Regions from separate parts of the Mus musculus genome. Here region 1 is linked to region 2. Evidence: chromatin contacts called from public Hi-C data. All regions are on one chromosome and are shown on one strand. Each heading gives the region's core, a stretch centred on a gene start, on an enhancer-like site or on the middle of the called end of the contact. The rest is flanking DNA. Distances are from core to core; before and after follow the strand shown.

Evidence for each region. A called contact is a pair of places that touch in the nucleus more often than the background predicts.
Region 1: a contact with region 2 is called in a Hi-C map of forebrain, with 6 times the contacts expected there. The contact joins two enhancer-like sites. A contact is called at or near these places in 2 of 484 Hi-C or Micro-C datasets (cranial neural crest and forebrain) and 2 of 115 datasets of contacts at active chromatin or transcription factors (both in embryonic stem cells).

The regions. Positions count from the first base shown.
Region 1 is chr1:75,996,923-76,003,087 of GRCm38.p6, forward strand. The region is part of intron 4 of Gm32622 (a long non-coding RNA gene); the gene reads left to right. Among named protein-coding and RNA genes, the nearest start is that of Gm29065, 19 kb to the right of the region's middle. Within about 2 kb of position 4,494, at least 7 of the 459 cell types and tissues checked have an H3K27ac peak or open chromatin away from gene starts, as enhancers often do. A contact at or near this core is called in forebrain, where this site is marked.
Region 2 is chr1:75,651,563-75,658,085 of GRCm38.p6, forward strand. No RefSeq gene overlaps it. Among named protein-coding and RNA genes, the nearest start is that of Slc4a3, 110 kb to the left of the region's middle. Within about 2 kb of position 2,404, at least 60 of the 459 cell types and tissues checked have an H3K27ac peak or open chromatin away from gene starts, as enhancers often do. A contact at or near this core is called in forebrain, where this site is marked.

The sequences.
Region 1 (6,165 bases), core at 3,244-5,743, 350 kb after region 2:
GGAACATTAATTAATTTTTAGTAAATATTTGCATTTTTTTAACACGAGGAAAAAGAAATATATTAGATCTTGTGTGAGACAGTATGGCCCTGGGTCTCTTCCATACAGCAGCTGTACAGTGTCCTGACCCAGGCAATTGTTGAAATCATTATTTAAGGATTTGCTCACATCTCTGGGAAACTGTCTGGCAAAGCCGAACAAGGGCCTGGCAGTGTAACAGTTTAACAATGCAACAATCTAACAATGCAACAATGTAACAATGTGGCTTGCATGTGGGGGATTTCATGCTAGTAATTTCATGAGCCTTGAAGATTCGCCCCTTTTTGCTCTTATTTGTGTTTTTTTTAAAAAAGTCATTACATTTTCTCATTTGCATTAGTGTCAGTCAAAGTTTATTTTTTTCCCAAAGTTACAAAGCTGTCTTTGTTATGCAAATTTAGCCTTAGAGAGAAATTTTGGTTTAAAGATTTGCTCCTGCAATTTTAGCATGATGGCATCAGGTGGCAGTATAGGTGTGGTCTGAAAAGCTTCTCTGACTGCTTCCCTGGAGACCTTAGCATGGGTTCTTAATCTAACCCTTAATGGGAAGGATGATTTGTCCCCTTAAAAAGAACTCAAGACGCTGGGCACACGCCTTTAATCCCAGCACTCAGGAGGCAGAGGCAGGCAGATTTATGAGTTCAGAGGCCAGCCTGGTCTACAGAGTGAGTTCCAGGACAGCCAGGGCTACAGAGAAACCCTGTCTTGAAAAACAATACAAAACAAAACAAAACAAAACAAAACAAAACAAAACAAAACAAAACAAAACAAAACAAAACGCAAGACAAACCGAAGAAAATACACAGAAACTAGAAAGGAAAATTTCCTCCTTCCTCCCTCCTTCCCTCCCTCCCTTCAATACTGAGTGAGGCTCAAACCCAGGGACTCTAGCATGCTAGTCAAACTCTACCACTAGGCCACACCTCCAGACATATTCTCTGTTGTTTCTTAGAGGCCCACTTTTACTCATTTTTTCTTAATTGCTTTCTTCAGTCTGGCTGGGTTGTTTCTCATAGCCTAGAGATCATGAATAGTTTTTCTGGTTAACTAAAAAAGACTAACTTTTAACTCTCCCTAGCTGCTTGTTAACTGTCTCTTTATTCCTAAAATCTTTGTATGAGAGAAGAAATCATAAATCATAGCTCTTTAAGTCTATTAGCATTTCTACTGAAAGCACAAGTGGAATTTTGTCACATATAATTCTTGCCCACATTTCCCTTCCTGTAAGCTCACACACAGTGAAAGACTTGCAGACCGAATCTGCATATGCCTGAGTTTCACAGAGTCTTCATGCTGGACATCTGGGCTACCTCAATTAACGTTCAAAAGACGTCAATGTATAGAAGTCAAGGGCAGAGCTTTGGCAGATGTGTGCTGTGTAGGTGAAGACCGTCATCTCCTGTGAGAAGAAACTTTATGATTGGCAGGGACAATGTGACTATGTCAGCAGAGACTGTCCGTATTGGCTCTAATCGGGAGGAGAAATCGGGTGTGCTTCTGCTGGTGACCTCCTTCCTATGCCTACAGAGGTGTACATGGGACTTGGGGGCATTTGCTCTGTGATGAATTTCACTTAGACTTACCCAATGCCCTTGGACTAGACACAGCTGTACCTGTGTGAGGAGCACAGGACTTAGGACTCTGAAAGCATGGCAGAGATTAGAATGTAAAGGAGCAGCTCTTTGTCCTACCCTGGAGCATCTGTACCCCTGGAGAGTTGCTCCCTGTTACAGGTGGACTAGGACCCAGAGTCCTATCCAACTTTGTTCACAGCCACCGTTGTGGTCCTTTGTTCTCTCTATGGAGGTGATTATAAAATGATAGATATACTCATATACATATCAACATTACCCATAGCTTCCTTTATAGTTTTGAGAAAATATGGGCTTGGGATGTAGCTCAGTGGTAGAGCTCTTGCCTAGCATATATAGAACCTGAGTTTGATCTTTAGAATCCAAGACAAAAGCTAGACTGGGGGCCTCCAAATAGACTGGATTATATATGAATGTAACATTTGCTGGGCACTCACCTTCTGTGTGATATTATTCTAGGGATATGGCATCACATATACTAAAAATCTGAGTTTTCACCTCCATGGGTTCACAGTCTATTCCATAAACACATGTTTAAAGGTCTGTAAAGTAGATTAAAGAGAGGTGGGAGATTCTGAGGGCTGGTGAGATAGCTCAGTGGGTAAAGGGGCCTGAGGCCAAACCTGGCAATCTGGGTTCTATTTTTAGGACCCATATGGCCCTCTAACCTCCACACATATTCAGGCATGCACATGCCCATGCCCACTCCAAACACACACACACATACACACACAAATTTAATTTAAAAAGTTAAAAGTATTGATGCTGCCATTTTTCTTTTATTTTAACGATATTACTCACTGAGCTTTGCAATACACCCTTGGTCGTTATTAGAGTTTCTCTTTAATTAAAAGAAGAAAAAAGGAAAGAGAAAAGAAAACATTTGAAGCATGAGTCTGAGGTTCAGCTCTACTGTGTGTGGTTCTGATACCCAAACGGGAAACTCTCTGGAAATAGAAATTCTGCTTATAACAGGAAGCTGTCCTTAAGTGACAGTGTAGCCTCTGGGTAGGACAAGTCTCCCTACATCTTTTTAGTAAGTCAGTTTGTTTAGGCCTCACAGCAATGCTAGGAAGTATCATTTCAACTCCATCCTGCAAATGAGAAAACTGATGCCCAGGAAAGACTGACAACTGGTCCAAGGCCACACTAGTGAGAGAGTAGCCAGGACCCACACCCAGTGGCTAAGCTCCAGGATCTATGATTTTTACTATTCTCTATCCGCTGGCAGTCTTAGTGTGGGGTGGGGTGGGGTATCTGACAGGAAATATGTCAGTTATTCTGGAATTCCACCTTAGTTCAACTTAAATTTTCTTCCATCAGTGGCAAATAATGCCTACTGGATAGCCAGGAAATTTCCAAACTGGTGCTTTTTGTTTGTTTGTTTGTTTTAACATCTTTACACAACCCAGAGAGGTTCAGGAGCTGCACAATCGTGAGTTATTATGACTTGTTTATGGTAGTTGTTTGTTGGACTGGTGTGGTATGGATTTGTGGGACAGGGCATAGGGCACGCATTTCAACTGTTCACTCTTGCCCTACTCTGGAGCCAGGCTTTCACATAATAGGAAACACATTAGTCTGATTCTGTTTGCTAAAGCACAACACTCAATATAAGACAATGACTAAAGAAAAGAGGCTTAGTTGTCTCAAGCATCAAGAGGCCCAAGAACATGGCACTAACATTTACTTGATTCTTGCTGGTGCTGTCTAGTTACATCCTAGCATACCAGATAACATCATGGCGAGAACATGTGCAAGAGGAATGAATGACACGGGATTCAGGAAACTGGGAGCAGCAGATACCAGGTTTGCTTTATTTTGAGAAAAGTAGCCTAAGAGTTCATTCTCACAGGATCTAGCAAGACTCTTGAAAGAACACCAGTTCCACTTGAAGATGGTGCTCACAGTCAGCTCTTTACTTCTCATCATCCCCAACTCTCAAAGGCTCAACTACCTCTTTGTGTAACTATGCTGAGGATAAGTTTGCGCGATGTGAGTCATTGGGAGACACACTTAAACCATATCCCAGTCACAACAGGAACCAATAACCATTCACGTATGAAATGAATGAAATGCATACCACTGGGGGTCTGGGAATGAGGAATCCCTCTCCAGCCTCTTGTCTATCACACTCCCCAGTCCAGTACATTTTGACATTCCATTCGTTTTGAGGAGGACAGCAGCTCCTCATTAAGTAAATTAACCATTAAGTCAAGAACACGAATGTCAATATAGATACAGGCTGGTAATTTGCTGGCCAGTGCTCAAAGGACCCAAGGCCCTTGCATGTCATTTACACAGCAGGGGCCTGAGACATGGCAGAGAGGCTCTAGGCCAACACCCAGCTCACAGGATCTAACGCAATAGTCCCAAATGACATTTCTCTTCCACCTTGAGAAATGGATGTTCTTTGACTTCAAACTCTGAACATATCTGAGTGGTTAGGTCCCTTTTGACTCTTTTATTTCCATTTTAAAACAGGTTGTACTTTTTTTTTTTTACTTGTAGCTTAACCTAATGTTGCAGAGAGAGAGAGAGAGAGAGAGAGAGAGAGAGAGAGAGAGAGAGAGAGAGAGAGATATCTTTGATCATTTGTCATGGTGTGGAAAATCTGACAGTGGCTTCAATTAACAGATGAGAGCCCAGAGAGTTTCTCAGCCTGATCTTCCCCCAGTGCTTTCTCTAATTGAGTCAAGGAAAACAGGCTTAGCAGGGACCTTGGATGGCTGCCGAATGAAGCCATCGCTGTGTGAGCGAAGCTGAAATCTCTGCAGTGCTCAGAGATTTTTTCCCCATGCTGTTCTCGCAGGCTGCTGAAGCATAGCAGTCCAAGGCTGATGGCATTACTGAGATGTGGTAGGGAAAGCACCGGCTGGAACCCCGGAGGTGGAAGCTTCAGCCGGCTCTTGCCTTTGAAGGCTTGGACCGGCTTCTTCCCTTCAGATTTTACTTTCTTCATCTGCGCATGTGTGAACCAAAGTCTCTTTCAGTTCCTGGCAATTCTGCCATGAAAAAAAGAATAAAGGTGCCCGAAGGGGACAGGGTTGGAGAATCCTTGCTTAAGGTACACGTAGCTGGTATTCTAGGGATAGAATTTTTCAAGTCTTTGGTACATAAGGAGGCAGGGTGGTTAGAGAGGACTATGGAGAGCAAGATGGTCTTTGGAAACACTTCTGAGTCTCTTCACCAGCCTCTCCCTCTGGTTCCTCTCCATCCCAGCTAAAGACATCCCCTCTGAAGGTGAAGGCAGAATTGTATTATCAATGCTGGATCAGAGAGCAACAAAGACTTTGTTTTGACCCTGACTGTGTCTCTCTAGTGCTGCACAGCCTAATACCTTGTCTCAGGTGGGCACTCCACTAATATCTGTTGAACTTATGATGCTATACATGCTTAAAATGGCTAATAGGTTCCTTTAAATATTTGATTATTATTTTATTTATATGGATGCTTGGTCCCATGCATGTGTATCATTTTCATGAAGGTAAAACAGGAGTTACAGATTACTCTGAGCTGCCATGTAGGTGCCAGGAATCAAACCCAGACCCTCCTGAAGAACAATCAGTGCTTTTAACTCTCCATCTCTACAGCTTCCAGCAATAGATTTTTAATTACTAATGTAATATGTAATGCTTGAGCTGAACATGGTGGCTTACATCTATAATCCTAGCACCCAGAAGGATGAGACAGGAGAATTGCTGCAAGTGTGAGGCCAACATGGTCTTTGTAGCGAGTTCCAGACTTCTAGAGCTATTACACACACACACACACACCCCACACACACTATGCCCTAATGGTTTTGTTTCTAAATGCCTTTGTGGCTTTGTCTCAGTGTTGACTTCATCCACATCTCCTGGTCTGTCACAATGTTTTAACACATTTTTTGCCACTCTGCAGGTTATTTTTGCCAGGGAAATGTTTCTTCCCATTTTCTTTTTTTAATTAACTAGTTTCAACGTTTGACTGAGGGGGAGGCACAGACATTCACAATTAGTCCCTCTCAGGCTATAGCAGAAATGGATTCACTACTCAGAAACTGCAGAAATTGACACACTACTTGGAAACTGGGTTAGTCCTAACCATCCAGCATCGAGGAGTTAGCCTCCAGGGTTTGGCTGAGGGTGTCTCTCCTGAGAAAGACTTACTTGGTCAAGAGGTGATTCTCTTCAAGTTTATCACATGGTTGCTGGTAGCCTTGGCTCTTCTGAGGTTCCTGGCTATTGACTATAGACATCCCTTGATCCCTTGCTGCCTTGGGTGCCTTCTCATGGGGGAAATGTGTCGCTTGTTAGCATTTCTATTGGTTATATAGATCAGGGCCCTTGTACAGTATGTGTGTGGAACTATAAGGGGGTGAATGTTGGGAGCCGTCCTCACATTTGCCATTATAAGATGGCGCTGACAGCTGTGTTCTAAGTAGTAAACATAATCTGCACACGTGCAGGGGCAGTTTTCCCGCCATGTGTTCTGCCTTTCTCGTGATGACAACTGGGCCGATGGGCTGCAGCCAATCAGGGAGTAATACGTCCTA
Region 2 (6,523 bases), core at 1,154-3,653:
TACTGATGCCTTTTATAGGCATTTGAGAATTTTTATAGTTTATTGACATATGGGCCAGTTTCCCTCACTGAGTGGGGCTCAGAGCTTGCTCTCTGGGTGTCTCTCCTCTTTCACCTTCTTGATTTAACAGTCACATTGGCAGAATTATTAGTCAATTAAAAACATTTTAAAGAGACTTTGCCCAGCATTTCTGTGGAAAACCTGAAATATGGTATTTTTGTTTTAAATTTGGACAAACTAGAGACCAAAGTGACCTCTGTAATCAGGGTAAGCTGATAGTTGAAAATGTCTGAGAGTAGCACGAGGCACCCCATCTTCTGCTTGTCGAAAGCAACGGAAGCTCTGTGGAGAGATCTGGCCACCCAGGGATGAAGTGGAAGTGATTTTGTTCTGAGCACTGTTGAGTCTTCAAGCGTGAGCTAACTCATTCCCAGTCTGCACAGCACAATGGATTATGAAATGGGACTATTGGAAAGAATTGAAAACTTTTAGGGATGGGGAGATGGCTCAGTGGGTAAAGGCATTTGCTGCCAAGCCTTATGACCTTGGCTCAATCCTGGGCCCACCACAGGAAGGAGAGAACTGAGTCCTGGAAGTTGTGCTCCACAAGCACACCATAGCAATGTGAACACACACACACACACACACACACACACACACACACACTAAATAAATGCAAAAAATAACAATTCAGTTCCTAAATTGAGGGCTTAGCAATCAAATGACTACAGATATTAATGAGATACTTAGGGGCAACAGTTTTATCATTACCCTAGTTAGTTTCTATATTTCAAAATAAATTGCAAATTATTCATTTCATCAATGACATATAAACAAGAAGCAAAGAAAATAAATGATTGTTTGCCACATGAAAACATTTCTTATTTTTTCTACTGAATAATTATTAAGCATAAAAAAACCTAATTGAATCTCATTTCTACAAATCATTAAGGAGTTTTTGAGCCAAACAAGCCATGGCCTTTTTGCTGATGGGATTGTAAATATCACCAGTCTAGAAAAAAATTAGCCGATCATTTATTCTGCAGAGGGCATTACTGCATTTCTGTAAACACATCATGTCATTGTAGAGTTGGGAAATTGACCAGAGGCTGGGGAAAAAAAAATCTCACTTGGCCAGCAGAGGTCACTCTTTCTCCTTTATCGATCCCAGTAACCGGCTTCTGAGTGTTTAGTCAAAGGTGTTTTGAGCTTGAAGCTCAGCCAGAGGCTGTGGAAATAATACACATCATCAAGGCGAGCTCTGCTTTCTTACACACATGCACGCACACATGCACGCGCGCGCGCACACACACACACAGACAGACACAGAGTTTAAATGTTTTACTCTAGCTGGACAACTCACATACATATAATAAGAGCCACTCGGTTATGCATGTTAATGCATTTCTTTAATTAATCTGTTTCATCAACTATTACTCTAATGCTTACTGGTGCCAGCTCCAATTCTGCCCAGTTCTCTGACTTATGAACCAAAGCTTAGATTTCTATAAATACCTGCAGGTGACTGGCATGAACCTTTAGAGAGAGTTTCTGCAGAGGAACCAGGAACTAACTAGGACCAGGCTGTATTGAACCCTGGCCAAGCAGAGAGGCCAGTGCCAGGCACTGAGGGTTAAGCTGGAGAGGTACATACCCTACCCTGGCTTCTGTGTTTGGCTTTGTTATGGAAACAAAAGCATATGCTAGCAGTTCTTTCGAAGGTTGGGCCATAGAATGAATTTAGATGAATTATACATGAATATCCAAAGTATAGGCCAGTCATAAGTATCTATAGATGGTCACGACAGCTGAGTGATGGAACTGTCTAGTAGTGAGGTAAACCACTCAGCGTTTGTCTGGCCAAATCATTAAAAGTATTTCAGTAATTCATTTTTAATATCTTTCTTTATGGGGGACATAGTGGGCATTTTTAGGAAGTGCCTGGGAAAGTTGAGCTTTTGGTTTGCCAATGATTAGCTAAGATCTTTTCTAACTCTTCCATCCCATCTCCTCCTTCCCCCTTCCCTCCCTTCCTGTAGCACCCCCTTCCAGTCCTTTTCTGTCCCTCCCTTCGATTCCCCTCCCCCACTCTTTTTCTTTCCTGAAATACCAATTTCATACAGAATTTTAAAAACGTGGTGGAAATCTGAGATTCTCCGTGGCTGTTTTTCCTTTGGCCACCAGGTGGCGCCATCACAGTGCGCCGGGGTCTAGGCAACCCTTCCTAAAGAACGGAATGTGTCTCTTCCTTAGGTGGTGGGTAGCTTAATGACTAGGTCCGTAGCTCCCTGTAGTGCCTGCGAGGAGCTGCATCCAGGGGAGGAAGATCTATTGGGCTTCCTCACATCGCCCTCTGAAACCTTGGTTTCTCTGGTCTGTGGTTTTGTGCTGGGCCAGCTGCCATCTGCTTACCCAGAATGCCTTGCAAAAGTGTGCTGGAGCCAGCTGGTGTACTTGCTAGAGACTGGTTAAGTAGCCAGGAATTTTGTGAACTGATTGTTGGACCATTGGCAATTAGACATCAGCCTTGGTGGGCGTATTTGAGGCACTAAAAAATCACACGACTTCGTCCTGTTTGCTGATGTATGAGTACTCTTGCCTTTGTGACCCTCGGTTGTATCCAAAACCAACCAACCAATCAAACCATAGTCCCCTGTTGCCTGACGTTAAAAGTGTCAAATTAAAAAAAAAATGCAAATATTTGTAGGGAAGGAAAAAAATTCCTCCTTTTTCTTATCTTTCTTTAAAAGCTTTGAAGCAAAAGTTGTTTCTTTTTAAATGATCAAGTATAGATTTCTGCTCTTCTAGCTAGAGTTTAGTCAAAAGCTGAGGGGATTATTCCAGCTTTCAGCCTCAATCCGATTCCTCTCCTGAAATTAACGTTTGGCCTAGCTATTTTTCCTTCCTGTCTCCCCAGTTTTATTTAACATCCCTTTATCGCCCTCACACTGTGAAACTCTGGCCTCCTGAAGGTGTGTGTCCCCTGACATTGTCCCTGGCCTAGACACCAGTCTTTACCAGTCCTTTAGGACTCAGAAAGCCGTCCAGGTGTAGGTGCACCTAGGCCGCATGCGCTCATGGAGTGCTTGTCAGGAACGATTGTCGTTTTCCGGTTCTCCACGGCGACATTGTTTTACTCCCTGATAGGCCGAGCCTGGACTCCACGGCACGGCTCCGACTGCTTCGGAGGCAAACTCAAGGGAGAAGACAGTCAGTACCCATTGCCTGGGTACTGAGCACTGTTCCTCCTCAGGCTGAGGAGGGCGCACCTAAGTTGGTGCCAGCATTGGAGGGAGGTTGTGGAAGCAGAGGCTTAGAGCTGCTGTGGGGAGAATCCTGTTGAGGACGCTATCACAGCTTCTGCTATAAAACCATTGTCTAGACGATGGTTCACTCCTGTTTGTTGACTGCCTCAGCGAGCCTCATCCCTTGGGCAGAACATTTCTTTTGCACAGATGTTGCATTAGCTGCTCAGGGTGCCATAAAGAGACTTTGCACACTGGGAGGCTTAAGTGACTGGCATTTATATTCTCTCTGTGGAGGCGAGAAGCCCCACAAACTTAATTTATGGTGAGGGCTCTCTTCCCAGCTTCTAGATAGCCTTTTTTCCCCCCTGTATGGCCATGGAAGGGTCTTTCTCCATGGAGTGTCTATTAACTCTTCCTACAAGGACACACTACTAACGGGTTAGGGCCCTAGGACTCCATGAACCTTTAATACCTCCCTAAAGCCCGACATCCAAATAAGTCTAACTGGGGACTAGGGATGCAGTATACAAACTACTGTGGGCCCACAATTAAGTCCATAGCAAATGGCAACTGATGGTTTTAAAAACATTTGGAGCAAGAAGAAATGCGAGGACATAGTCTCCTTTAATCACCGTCTCAGGTTTACCAGATGTATTTAGGAAACTCTTCTACCTGGTCCAATTGCTGCTAGTGTGGGGTAAAGTCATGATTTTTTTTTTCCTGCTTCCCCATGTCCCCATAAGGAGGACCGAGACCTCGTCCTCATTCTGATCCAAGCTTCAATTACCCTTCAGAATTTCCCCACTCACAATTAATGCTTACCCATTTGTAATTAAATAATAAATCTGTGTCATAATTTGAGGAGATTTCCGGTGGCCAACTGAAACAGCGATGGGATTCATAATTCCTTAAAGGCAGAGGCATGCTCTTTCTAAAAACTCTCATAAAATAGTGGATTTAAAAAGTTCTCTGTATTACCTCCTATTTTCTTCTTGCCAACTGATTTTTTTTTTCCTCTGATTCCCTTGTCTTCGTCTGGTTGAAGACACAAAATAGAGTGTAAGTCGAAGAGCATGCGTGTTTGTGAACTTTTTATTCCTCTCTAAGTGTTTTTCTTAAAAAAAAATGATTCCTATCTCTCTCTTGATGGGGAAGTTCTTGTGTTTCTTAGAAGCCTTTGTTCTGTACTTAGAGACCTGGGGAGGAGCAATGGGGGGGGGGGGTTCCGGGTAGGGGGTGGAAAATGTTGGTGACACTGGGAAAAGAAGTCTGAGCACATGCTAGTCTTCTGTGTACATTTGCATTTATCAGGAAACTTCTGGAAGCAAGATGCTTGCATGCAAAGACTCTGGCTGCCTGTGCTGAGAGTTTCAGGTTGGACTGTGAGATTGTGTGGGGTACTGTGTGGTTGTGTGGGGTACTGTGTGGTTGTGTGGGATACTGTGTGGTTGTGTGGGATACTGTGAGGTTGTGTGGGATACTGTGAGGTTGTGTGGGATACTGTGTGGTTGTGTGGGATACTGTGTGGTTGTGTGGGGGACTTTCTTTAAATCATTCCGCATACGTCCAATCTGCGTCTTCCCCACCCACCTCAGAGTGGCCCAGAGATCTTGGAGCTGTAGAAGTAGTGGGACTGGACTCAGCCCCATAGACGGTTCAGAGGTGTGCCTGTCTGTAAAAAGCACACTGGTATCTTCCCTAGTCTCCATGTGGGTTAGGCCTTGGGACCAAGTGGCTGGGTATCTGGACTTGGGACAGGAGCCTTGGTCTGGGAGTGGGGCTGAGCATCTTTCCTCCCAACGGATTACTGAATCTCAAGCCTTCAGGGCTGGAGACCCCCTGAAGTCCAGCAAAACAAGCTTTTCCATTCAGATGAACTCGCTGAGGCCTCAGGGGGGGTCCCACCCTCTTTCTGGGCTTGTCAGAGGCACTTAAGAAATACATGTTGACTTGACATGACCCACTGTGAAATAGGCATGACAAAACTCCCCACATGGCAGCTGGATTAGGCTCCCAGCAGCTGGGAATGATTCTCCCTCTGTTGCTGTAAGCCTCAACGGCAGGGCACAGCAGAAAGGCATTGTGGGATGCACGTCCAGGCTCTGGATGGTACAAGCCACACAGAGATTGAAAGCCTCCTTTTTACAAGTAAGAGTTTAATAGATGTCAGAGCTGGAATGGACCTTGTGAATCAATGGTATCGGTCTCTTCAAACTTCAGATTACAGATCACTAAACTGATGCCCGGAGCCCGGATAGAGGAAGCAATCTGGGCTGGCGAGTTGACTGTGTTTGGATTCAGGCAAGAGGCAGACCGGCAAGTGGCAGGGGAACACACAGCTAGGTGTAATGAGGTTCAGCCCAGCTTTCTCTTATGCCACCATTTTGTGACTTAAAGTGGAGCGAGAGTTATTGTCCCACCAGCGAAACAGAACCGTATAAATTAAAACGGCAATGAACTGTCTGCTGAAGGTGTGAACAAGGCAGACAAATCCCCGGGAGCTTAGGAAACATCTGTTCCTTACCTTGAAGGCAGAAACCTAGCCATAAAGCAGACAAAGCAAGGACTGGAGTCTTTCACCTTCTCTGCCGGGCTGCAGGGAGATGGGGCACCTTTTGGATGTGCTCCGGAACACGAAGAGCTTTTTGCGAACCATCTCCCGACCTCCCTCTGTCTCTTTTAGGGGTCGTGGGTTCCTTATTTCAGTCATGCGGGCCTCGTTTCTTCAGCATTCTTGCGCTGCTGTAAAGTCCTGGGAGGCGCTCTTGACGCGGCCCAGGTGCTTTCTGCGTATCCCAGGGCGTGAAGAAAAACCCGAGCCAGGGGAGGAGTGATGAGAAGACTGCCAGGCAAGAGTCAGGAGCAGGAGGCAGAGGGTGGCATCAGAGCTGGGTCAGAGGTCAGGTCTGAGTGACTCATGATAGCTATCAACTCAAGAATCCAGGAGATTTTCATTAGGTTGCTAACTTGACAACAAGAATCTTGGGCTCACGGGGCTATGAAGACAGACCATAGCGGGGCTGAAGGCTACTGCAATATACTGATGATGACTGTTATGGGCAGGACAGAAAAGAGGCTATGTTTTAATGCCATATTAATTTTGCCTTACTCTGGTTTGTTGTGTGGACTTGTGCCTTGTCTGCCTACAGTGTTTCATTGTCCAAAACAGGCACTATGCTACCTGTCTGCCCACTCATAGAACTGTTGTACAGAAGTTGGCTCCCTTTAATTTATTGCCTATGGTGGAGTCTAAGACTTTCTTTATTTACTATTAT